Linked DNA regions of Mus musculus: region 2 is linked to region 1. A link is a contact called in public HiChIP or PLAC-seq data. All regions are on one chromosome and are shown on one strand. Each heading gives the region's core, a stretch centred on a gene start, on an enhancer-like site or on the middle of the called end of the contact. The rest is flanking DNA. Distances are from core to core; before and after follow the strand shown. Region 1 holds the start of 5033421B08Rik (a long non-coding RNA gene). Region 2 has its middle 13 kb from the start of Gm33134.

What was found. HiChIP or PLAC-seq counts read pairs in DNA pulled down with a chosen protein or histone mark.
Region 2: an H3K27ac HiChIP or PLAC-seq map of microglia shows a contact between it and region 1, with 7 times the contacts expected there. The contact joins the enhancer-like site here to the promoter of 5033421B08Rik in region 1. A contact is called at or near these places in 18 of 39 promoter capture datasets (the 3T3-L1 cell line, the C10 cell line, HPC-7-derived erythroid cells and 10 more), 26 of 484 Hi-C or Micro-C datasets (the C10 cell line, CD4 T cells, ECoMG-derived neutrophils and 12 more), 34 of 115 datasets of contacts at active chromatin or transcription factors (the HPC-7 cell line, T-cell acute lymphoblastic leukemia, astrocytes and 24 more) and 4 of 9 other capture datasets (adipose tissue, liver, macrophages and 1 more).

Annotation. Positions count from the first base shown.
Region 1 is chr12:8,507,442-8,513,363 of GRCm38.p6, reverse strand. It overlaps 5033421B08Rik (a long non-coding RNA gene), which reads right to left and starts at 2,201. Exons shown (of 4, transcript XR_872469.3): 1 at 1,900-2,201.
Region 2 is chr12:8,348,457-8,354,378 of GRCm38.p6, reverse strand. No RefSeq gene overlaps it. Among named protein-coding and RNA genes, the nearest start is that of Gm33134, 13 kb to the left of the region's middle. Within about 2 kb of position 2,953, at least 150 of the 459 cell types and tissues checked have an H3K27ac peak or open chromatin away from gene starts, as enhancers often do. A contact at or near this core is called in ECoMG-derived neutrophils, the HPC-7 cell line, LSK cells and 17 more, where this site is marked.

The DNA.
Region 1 (5,922 bases), core at 952-3,451:
CTGAGTAGAATCAGGATGTTGAAGCCACATAAAGTACACTACTCCTATGAAAATTAAAACCAGGTGTGATGATACATACCTTCAATCCCAGGACTCGGGAGGCAGAGGCAAGGGGATCTCTGTGAGTTCTGGGCCAGCCTGGTCTACAGAGTGAGTTCCAGGACAGCTAGGGGGATTACATAGAGAAATCCTGTCTCCAGACAGACAGACAGACAGACAGACAGACAGACACCCAAAACAAGAAAGAAAGAAAGAAAGAAAGAAAGAAAGAAAGAAAGAAAGAAAGAAAGAAAGAAAGGAAGGAAGAAAGGAAGGAAGGAAGGAAGATCAAAACACCATCAAGTATTTAGGATGCACTTGTATTTTTAGCTGTATACAAAATAACACCTCTGAGAGACAGAGCTTCTGAGGGGCAGGGCTGAGGAAGGGGTACACCAGAGCTTTGAACGTATGTCTGTGATATGAGAAAAGTACAGAATATTCAGCAACTAACTGCAAAACGCGATAGATGGCAGATATTACTTTCTGTATTTTATATTTTAGAATCATAAGATAAAAATACATTAAGTTCCCCTTCTCTTCTGACCAAATATCTTTTCTTTAGTTCAATGTCTCCCTTGTAATGACACAGAGTGTCTTTATGCAGCCCTGGCTGATATGGAACTTGCTATGTATGTAGGTCAGGCTGGACTTAAATTTGTGGTGACCTTGACTTTGCCTTCCAAATACTGGGATTATATCTGTGGGCTACCACCACCAATAGACTAAAATAAATTATTAAACTAGGGAGCAAGACAGTGCTTCTCTAACTTTAATATTCAGATTGCCTGGAGATCTTGTTAAAATCTGTATTCCAATTTTGTAGATCCAGGGATAGGTTAGGGCTTGAGCCTCTGCATTCCAAAAGCTTTTAGGGCATGCAAAATTAGCTTTCCTTTGGACCACACTTTGCCTGGGGTCCCACTGAGTCCCTTCTGGCTATACCATTCTAGGTGTGTCCTTGTGTCCCACTAACATCCTGACGTGTTTAAGCCTGTATAGATAGATGCTGTTAGGAGAGAAGGAAGTGGGAGAAGGGCTTGAGTCTGTGGGAACATCAGGGCTCCAGACAGTGACTCCAACTCCTACACAGATATAAATCCAGCTCTCTTATGCTTTTGGGCTCTCACATGTAACTCAGGAAGAGGGCCCTGGAATCGAAACACACACACACACACACACACACACACACACACACACACACGAACACAGGATATTGGGAACATTTAAGTGGCCAGCAAAGTCAAAAGCTGCAGGTTAGAAGGCTTCTAATTCAGTATATTTTGTAGTTTTGACTCCAAATCTGCAGAGTAACAGGCTGAACACCGAGGTGGGTATCCTGTGTTACAGTCTTGGGTTAGACTCTACTCTTTTTTTAAGGGGAACTGATGAAAGCCTTCAACTAACTAGACGAGACCCACCTACAGTTTTGAGTGTAACCTACTCCAAGACTGCAGCTTTTGGTGTTAATCTGTCTTTTCAGAAAATGCTCTTGCATTTAGATGAATGCTGTGTGGTGGAGCATTTGAGCATCGCAGTGTAGCCAAGTCCCTGGTAGGAGCCCTAGGGTGCCGAGTGCAAGGAGCCTCAATTAGTAGTGTTTCACAGGCCTTGTAGCCACTCACTGCTGTGGGAACTGTGTCTGGGAGCCACTGGGCGAGGGTTGTTTATGCATGAAGTATCTCAAGGAAACCCCTTTCCTGTCTCAGATGATCACCCCAGACTTTGCCTCATATGCCTTTCCTCTCTGCTGATTCTGCTTTGTGCTGTACCCTGCCATAAATCACATCTACGGAACATTTCCAGGCTTATCACTGGATTATCGATCAAAGGAAATCTTGGAGACGACTATTTACTTACCTTCAACTGCTCTGATCTAGACTTGGCCGACCTCCAGTTCCAGTAAATGCCTCTCCCCGACCTATACTCCCAGTCTCCTATTCAGCCTCCTATACAGAATCCAGATCGCTGTGCCATCTCACGCCTCTCACGTGTTCTCCATTTGGCCGGGCTAACTTCCACGATACCAAGTCTCAGCATGTTTTGTTATCCAGTGCTGCGGAACAAGCCACCTCCAAACCCTGTGGCTTAAGACAACAACAGCTCATCATGTCTCATATCTCCGTGGGTTGATGAGTCAGGCGGTTCTTCAGCTTCCCAGGGGTTGGTCGGGAGTTTAGGGTGGAAATTTCTAGTGGCTCCACCCACACAGATGGCAGCACCAGCTGTTAGTTCAGCTGAGGCTAATGGCCAAGGTCACAGTTCTCTTCCATACGGGGCTTCTATGTAAGACTGGTTGATTTTCTTCAGAGCGTGGTGGGTGGGTTCCAGGGGAAATTTTTTTATTCCTAAAGAGCAAGACCACAGCAAGCTGCAGCTTGCATCAATCATGGCGAGATACCATTGAGGTAAGCTGGTGTTCCTGGCCAAACTCACAATCATTATAGGAGGGAGCTACACAAAGAAACTAGTGCTTGAGGGTGGAGTTTAATGGAGATTGCCAAAGAGCAATATGTCATTTATTCGAGTCTTCTCAGACCTTTGTATGCCACTCCCCTTGTACTTAACTTATAGCACTTACCCCATCAGCTGGAAGTAGCAGGTTTGGTTGCAAGAATTTTCCTGGACTGGAGCTCCTTTGAGAGCACACACTATCTGTGTTCTCCCTCTGTCCCAATCCTAAGTACACCCTGCTAGAAGGATTCATGGTAAAACTAGGGGAGTCACGATTACCACCTGTTTCCTATTTGCCAGACTCAAGCCCTATCAGTTAGACTTCGGAAGCTGAATAGACAGTTACACTGTCCTCAGAGTGTGGCAGCCAGGTGCTGTAAATAGATTCCTGGCAGATAGGAAGCATCTAGTAACCCTTAATGGCATCAATAAACACACGACAGAGTGAACTTCCTAGTTAATCATTGAGATTTCCACGTTGTAAATGCATCAGATTCTTTTTCTTTGTGACAGGGTCTCCCTCTGGTGCCTTGGCTGGCTTGGAAGGTACCATGTCGGTCAAGCTGCCCTAAACCTCACAATGACCCACCTGCCTCTGCCCCGTTGGGTGCTAGGGTTATTGGTGTGTTCCACTGTATCTTGTCTTTTCAGTTTTGTTTTTGTTTTTTTAGACATACACTGTGATCAAGATGAGAAAAAACACACATTCCGTAGATGAAGCAAGTTCATCAAAGTTGTCTTTAGGAGGCTTCTTTGGCCTCTCTTTGGGACAATTTCCTAGGAATACAGTTTCATTTGCTAAATCATGCTACACAGTTTTGTGTCAGGAAAGGACGAGGCACAGCCCATGAACGTGTTCTCTGATTCCCAGACTCTGGGGTTCTGAGCACTTAACTCCTAATGCAGGCTCCATCTATAAATAGTCACAGACACGTCTTCAGTGGCAACACACTGGAGTGTGGCAATCCATTGTGAACTCAGCTCCTCCCTACTGCAAAATTCTGACTTCATCAGAGAGCAGCAGGGGTGAATCATTCCTGTGCAGAGGCGCCAATGACATCATTCACTTTTTAAGAACCAGAGAGAGAGAGGTTGATGTTCTATTCTGTGTTTCCCTTTGGGACAAGGTTCTCTACCCCACTGTAGGCACCTGTCAGCTATGGGAACGACCCCTTACTTAAGACCTCCGCCAGCTTCTGCCTTTGGAATGCAGTGTTTAAAACTCAAATAAAAGAAGATTTGACTTAGTGCTATCCAATACCAAATGGTCAACCCTGAAAACATATAGATAAGTAACAAGTTGCCTGAGTAGGTTATATTTAGAAATATGTATAAATATATGTAATAACAATAAAAAAAAAGAGGCCATGAATTTTACAGAGAGCAAGGAGAGGCATATGGGAGGATTAAGAGTGAGCAAAGAGAAGGAAGAGATGATGTAATTATAATATCAAACATACATATTTATAAATATAATATATAAAAATATATAAAGGCTGGGCAGTGGTGCCGCATGCCTTTAATCTCAGTACTTGGGAGGCAGAGGCAGGTGGATCTCTGAGTTCGAGGCCAGCCTGGTCTATAGTATGAGTTCCAGGGCAGCCAGGGCTACACAGAGAAACCCTGTCTTGAAAAATCAAAAAAAAAAAATTAAACAATTTTAGGAAGGAAGAGAAGAGGAAGGGAGGGGAGGAAGAAAAATAAAATAAAAAGATCATCTTTCTGTTTTATAAAAGATTCTTTGTTGTTACTTTTTTTGGGGGGAGGGGCAGGTTATGAGACAGGGTTTCTCTGTGTAGCCCTGGCTGTCCTGGAACTTACTCGTAGACCAGGCTGGCCCGAATTCAGAAATCCACCTGCCTCTGCCTCCCAAGTGCTGGGATTAAAGGCATGTGCCACCATTGCCCGACTTTGTTGTTACTTTTAAGTTTTTACTTATTATTGAAAGGATTGGTATGGGCTCAGGATCTCCAAGACCAAGTTCTTAGAACAAAGGAGATTTGTTTGCCTTGGAGAAACAAAGGACCGGGAATAAAAAACAAAGACAGGAATAAAGATAAAGACAAATAGATAAAGACGAAGATAGGGGTTGAGGAAGAAGGAAAATGGAACAAGGGAGGCATGGAGGGGTGTTTGTCCTAGAACACAATAAAGGACTGCCTTTGGATAGAGAGGAGACAGATGTGGCCCATAGGCAAGTGGCACTTTATAAAGGTAAAATGGGAAACACAGAGTTAGCATGAGGTGCTTAACTTTAACTGAGCATGTTAATCAGGTGATGAACCAAAGGAGGCTTTTGATTGGTGGACTTAAATACCTTGATAGGTGGACCTTGGTAGTCAGCCTCAGGAGGAGGAAGTAGCCAAATAAGGGAATAGACGTTTGGGGCTAGCTTTAGGAATCCGATCTAATGGTTTTTATTAAGGCAGAGAGAATGGAGAAGGACAACAAGGCCTGACAGAGCCACCATTGCCACGCTCAGGCTGGCTAGAGTCCCTTCTATTATTGGGGTTCCTTTAATTAATATTCACACATTGTTGTGAATATTGTCAGCAGACAGTTGTGTGGAGTCGGATCTCTTCTTCTTCCTCCCTGGGCTTCCATGACTGGCTGAACTCGGGTCCCATGTTTGTGTCTAAGCATCTTCACCTGCTTAGGCCTCGCAGGCACTGACTGTAGTTAGTGTTTCAGTAGAAGGACTGACTGGCCAGCTCCCCCTTGCTCCATGTAAGTGCATTTCACACAGCTCAGGATCAAACTTGCTCTGTTGGAATTAGCCAGGTCCATCTGTGCTTTCATTGAATAGTAACCTGCTTTATTTGTAACTTCTGGATTTCTAGCCAGAGTGTGGTAGCACTGGGGAGGCACAGACAGGTAGATCTCTTGAGTTCGAGGCCAGCTTGGTCTACAGAGGGAGTTCCAGGACAGCCAGGGCTACACAGAGAAACCCTGACTTGAAAAAACAAATAACAAACCAAAAATTTAAAAATTAACTAAATAATCAAACAAATAAATATTCTGAGTTTCTATAGACTTGTTATACCACACTTTCAAGTACCCCATAGTCTGCTACCACTATCTACCATCTCATATGCTCTGGTAGAATGCCTGTAGAGATGTGAGATGCCTATTATCTTAATTTTTTTTTTAACAGAAGTGGTGAAACCTACAAAGACCTACAAGGAATGACCCGCTTGGGCTTCAGACCTAGGAAGTGGAAGGGCTAAAGAGTGGCTCTTGGCTTTTGACGTGAGGCTCCTTCTTTTATGCTATGCATTGATGAACCACATGTCTGTAGCTTGGCTGAATTACTAAATGTGTGTGCAATTGCAGCTAACACCCTGGAACCTACAGGCGCCTGCTGGGTGGATTTCGTAATGATGCACTTGGGTAACAGCAAGTCCCGACCTCTCCTCCATGTCCTCAGTC
Region 2 (5,922 bases), core at 1,704-4,203, 160 kb after region 1:
CTCTGGCTAGAACTTCTGGTCTTGCTGCTGACCTGGATGTGTGCCTGATGTGTGTGTGTGTGTGTGTGTGTGTGTGTGTGTGTATGTGTGTGTGTGTACCTGGGGTGTGTGTGTTTGTTAGGATTTCTATTGCTGCAAAGAAAATATCATGACCCAAAAGCAAGTTGGAGAGAAAGGGACTTATTTGGCTTTCAGACCATCATCTGTCATTGGAGGAGGTCAGGAATGGACCTCAAGGAGGGCTGCTACCTAGAGGCAGGAGCTGATGCAGAGGCCATAGAGGGGTGTTATTTACTGGCTTGCTCCTCATGGCTTGCTCATCCTGTTTTCTTATAGAACCCAGGACCACCAGCCAGGGATGACACCACCCACAGTGGGCTGAGCTCTCCCCAATCAATCACTAATTATGAAAATGCCTGCAGCTGGACCTTATGGAGGTGTTTTCTCAATTAAGGTTTGATAATTCTAGTTTGTGTCAAGTTGACACACAAACCCAGTCAGTACAGTGCGTGTGTGTGTGTGTGTGTGTGTGAGAGAGAGAGAGAGAGAGGGAGAGAGAGAGAGAGAGAGAGAGAGAGAGAGAGAGAGAGAGAGAGAGAGAGATCAGGTTGCCATCAATATTCTCCTGCTTCTTGTAACCCCTTTGTGGCCTTCAGGGTGGCTCCCACCCCTCCCCTCACTCTCCTACCTTTGGCCACACAAGTCTCATTTCTGCAGACCATTTCCTCAGAAAACACCCCGTGTTTACAACTAAGACTGCTCTGAGGGACTTCTGGGCCTAGTTTACGTGGCTCCACCATCGGGTTAGTTAGCATGAGTTCTGAGCTTTTCCTCATGGGTCAGAACATGCAGACACAGGGGTTCATCCTGAGTGCTGGGGAGCATGCTGGAAGCCTCTAGACGGTTTTTTAGAGGTCAGGTTTGCCGTGACGAAGGATGTCTTAACCTGCCCGGGACAGGACAAATAAATCTTCAAACTCTCCAGCCTGATTTGGCAGAAGAACTGACAGCAATCACTGACTCACAGGTGTTCCTGAGGCCCTGACCCATGGCAGGTGGCACCTGCTGACAATCTGTAGAAGCAAACAAAACAAAACTGAAACCCTGCCTCTTTCAGCTAGAGGAGGCCAGATGTGCCCAGCCCCTGAGCCAAGTACCTCTGTGAAGGCAATGGCTGGAGACCTTTGTGCTGTTAGAGCATTGACTGTGTGCTGGTTAGAATACAAAGCCAGAAGGAGCCCAGGGAAGTCCCCGGCCCTGCTTTGCATGAGGCCAGAGTCTACCTTGCAGATCCCTAGTTAGAACTGGCACAAAATGGCACCCAGAAGCACTTGACAAAAATCACTACAGTGAGATGTATTAATATCCTCTCTCATAAATGATGGGCCAAGTAGTCTAAAATAAATAAGAATACAGAAACCCTAGGAAATATAATCAATAAATTTGAAACTATATATTCCCTCCAAACAAGGTATAATTCAATGAAATTTAAAATGAATTACAAAGGGATAGCAAAACTAAGGAGAGGACCTGGGAAACAAATATAAATACATAAACATTAAAATATTTAAAATAATTTATTATATTTAAAATAAGAAACACAAACTTTAAATTTATACTTGTTGAAAAATCAACAAAAATGAGAATGATAAATGATAAAACAAATAGGAGGGGCCCAGACTGTGTTTTGATGGAGAGAAAATATTGGATGCTGATGAGGTGCTTCATAGGTAAAGGCACACATGCAAATAAATACATCTAAATAAAAGTAGGAAGTATACTAATATATACATTTAAAACACAAACTATCAGTTTAAAAAATATCTATCTATCTATCTATCTATCTATCTATCTATCTATCTGAGACAGGGTCTCACTATATAACTCTGGCTGTTCTGAAACTCACTAGATAGACCAGGCTTTTTATTGTTATATCTATTACTTATTTTTGTTTTGTTTTTTGAGACAGGGTTTCTCTGTGTAGCCTTATCTGTCCTGGAAGTCTCCCTGTAGACCAGGCTGGCCTTGAACTCACAAATAATCCACCTGCCTCTGTTTCCTGAGCGCTGGGATTAAAGACAAGATAAATGACAGGTAGAAGGGCTTGGGAACTTTTTGCCATGCAAGTACTTAAGTCGGAGCTCATTGGCTGGCCAGCTTTGTTGAACTGATGAGTTTAGGCTCTGTGGGAGACCCTGACTCAAAAAATAAAGGTAGAAAATGATTGAGAACTGACATACAGTGTTGACCTCTGACCTCTAAAAGCATGTACACACACGCACACACACACAAGTCCATATACCATAATCATATAACAAATACACACACACACACACACACACACACACACCCCTTCACATACATTTAAAATAGAAAGAGTGGTGACAGTCATTTTTCATAGATATAGTGCTAAAAGATTTTAAAAACCTCGTAGACTGAAAACTATTGATAGCACAAAATCAATTTTAAAGTTATAGGAGAAGAATGTAAACTTTTGAAATCTAAGGAAGAGATTTTCTAGAAAAATATAAAGGTTAAGAGCTAACTAGAAAAGCATTAGAGACATGACACTAACATCCACTGAAGAAACGGGTAAACATTGATGAGCTGAGGCAGGGGGATATGGGGGAGCCCCAGACAGCTTGGTAGGGTTTTTTCCTGCCAAGCTCACTCTGCTAGCCTGATCCCCACGTGAGCCTGGGGCTCCCTATTCTTAAAATGAGGCTCTCAAACTGGCTCCTTAAACTCAGGACCCTTGAGCCTTAGATCCAAGGAGTGTCCTCAGGACCAGCTCCAGTGCCAGTGGCAGGGGGTGGGATCAGGATGACCTCAGGCAAGAGCAACAGCAGGAGCCTGCCTCTTATTTATTAGCAACAACAAGGTCTCAGGCTGAAGGTCGGGGACAGGAAATGACTTGCTTAGCTTGTCCCTTGTAACCATGAGACGAAACCAAACAAAGCACAGTGAAGCACCCACTCCTTTTGGGTCACTGTCAGCAGCTGAGTGAGTACTGTTTGGAAGGGAGAGGTCCCCACCTCACCAGACAGACAGACAGACAGACAGACACACACACACACACACACACACACCAGGCAGACACACACACCAGGCAGACACACACACACACACACACACACACACACACACACACAGCAGTGAGCAGTCTGAGATGATGCAGTTATCATTCTTTGCTTCCTACAGGTCATACAGCAGTACTTCCTGGATGTTAACAAGCCAAGGCCCAACACTGAATCCAAAGGGCTTCCCAGAGAGCATGGGCAGAACTGTAACTTCATAGTTTACCTCAGGGGTCTGGGATGGGTGGGTGGGGTAGTGATGAGGGACTCAGGCCCAGGATGGCCTACCTTCTCAACAGCCACAGTGGCCTAGGCTCCTGGGATTTACTGAAGGCTTCAGGGAGAACCCTGGACATATCTTCCTCACCAGCGACCCTTGACTATTTAGGATAACACAGGACAACTTGAGGACTCAACTGAGAGCTGGAAATCTCACACAGAGATAAAGCCAGCTGGTGTCCAGGGCTTCCAGGCCTGCTGGAGATTTTGTCCCTGAATTTCTCCAGGGGATTTTAGAGACTTCTGTTCTTCCATAGAAGTCTACAGTTCCTTCCTTCCATGTGGTTATCTCTGGGACAAGAATCCTGACCACCACCAGGAAGATGTTTGCTGAGTCTTACCTAAATCCCAGATGAGGGACAGCACAGAGAAGGGTCAGGATATAGGGAGGCAGGGCTAACCTCTAGGACTGGCAGCTGTCTTCTGAGTTAAAAGACCTTCTCCTGGTGTTTTCCTTTCTAAATTTATGTTCTCAGATAGATTGTGTGTGTGCGCATGCACGCACTTTTTAGGTGTGTATACATGCAGGTGTGTGTGCGCGCACTCACTGGGAGCTCATCTTTAGAGGTCAAATGTTGACACTTGGTGTCTTCTGCAATCACTCTCCACCTTATTTCTTAAGACAATGTCACTAAACCTAAGGCTCACCAACTTGGCTAGGTTCCCTGGCCTGTGAGCTCCAGGGCAGGGCCGTCTGTGCCTCTCCAATGACTGAGACTATAGGTCCACACTGCCATACCTGCTTTTTATATGTGTGCCGGGGATCTGAACTTGAGCCCTTTGCCAAACTGAGTCATTTCTCCAGCCCTTGTTTTTAGATAGATTTTTATATTTTAGAGCATTCTTAGGTTTGCAGAAAGACAACAGACAGTACAGAGTCCCAATTGTTCATAGTTTCTGGTCTCCCCTCCCCCAAATGCATAGCCTCCCTACTGTGGATGCTCTGCTGTAAAGAATGACCAGTGATCTAAGAGCCTCTCACCCTTCCTTTCTGTTGACCCTTTGTCGGCCAGTGATGTTCTCATTGGTCCTGCAGTGTCCCTCTATGTGCTACTGAACTGGCATGACTCAGTGCAGTGGTCTCTTTCACTTTACAGTGTGCACACTCTCCCCTAACCTTTCAAGGCCTCCTAGTGCGTCTCATCACAGTATTAATGTATTCCACTGTCTGGGTACCAGTCTTCACCCATTCATTCAGGGAAGGGCAGTTTGATTGCTTCCATGTTTGAGCAATTAGGAGTAAAACTGAAGCTGTAAACACTAGGCTAGTGTGCAGACGCAAATCTTTCAAGTCCTCTGGATAAATACCAACGTGCACCATTGCTGGATCCGCTGGGGCAGGGTTGGCTTTGGACCGTGGCTCCTCTTTGCAAAGCTTCACATTGTCAGGGTTTAGACGCAGTAAACGCTGCCCCATTGAAAGCGAGGAGCTGGGAGAATCTGAGTGAATGCTTACAGGCATGCTCACATTTAGACCATTTCCCCTGCTCCGAAATGTAAATGTTTCCTCCTGGCTGCTGGCAGTTGGTTCTCTCCCCCACGCCTTAGCCCCCCCAACCCCTCCAACTGCTTTCTGCCCACACCACATTCTTACCCTTTCCAGATTTCCACACAAATGGGATCTTGCAATGCATTTTGGGTCTGGCTTCTTTGACTTAACAAGTTTTGAGGTCCAGCCTGCCACAGTCACTAGAAGTTCTTCCTCTCCATGCTGAATGGCGTTATACCATATATGGATATACCACGGTATATTTGTCCATCAACCCTCGGGCATTTGGGTTGTTTCCTGTGGACAGGAAACTGCTGAGAATAACACTGCCATGACCATCCGTGCCCAAGTATTTGTGTGTAGACTCTGGAAAGTCTACACACTGAATGCTAGCTCTGCTACCTGGTGGGAGTGAGCTACAGAGGAGAAATGTGGGGGCAGGGGGGGTAGGGTGGGGATCCATGGATGCAGCTGCCTCTGTCCACAGGCTCCTTCCAGTGGCACCCAGCCTGCAGCTCTGAACAAAAGGTCAGGGCCTGGGAGAGAGAGGAAGATGTGTTTATTCATCTCCATGGTGCTGGGAAAATTCCCTTGTCTCCTTTGTAGGGTGAGCTGGGATGAGGTCGCCACTCCCACCGCCCTGCTGTTATTACTGAGTCTCATCTGTATGGCTGGTTTCCAGCATGTCCCATCTACCCTCCTTCCCACATGCTCCATGGTCCTCACCAAACAGCATGGCCCCGGCCTCAGTGGGTCAGATGATTCCGTGCTGCCATTTTCTAAGGTTCCTGAGCCATAGTAAGACAAAGGAAGCATGTCACTACCCAAGCTGGCAGACCAACTCAGAGGAGCTGAGTGGCAGGTATGAAATGAGACATCTAATGAGATGGGCTTCTTCTCTCAGTCACATCTGTGCTCCACAGCACCACCTCAGCTTCCCTTTCCATCTAATATTTGGTCCTCCCTTTTAGGGATTTCACAGTCCAGAAGGCCTGGGTTCGAATCCTTAGCCACCCAGACAACCAGAGAGAAGTTCACTGGAGTTGTATACCAGCCTGGGGCAGAAGTGAGGTCACT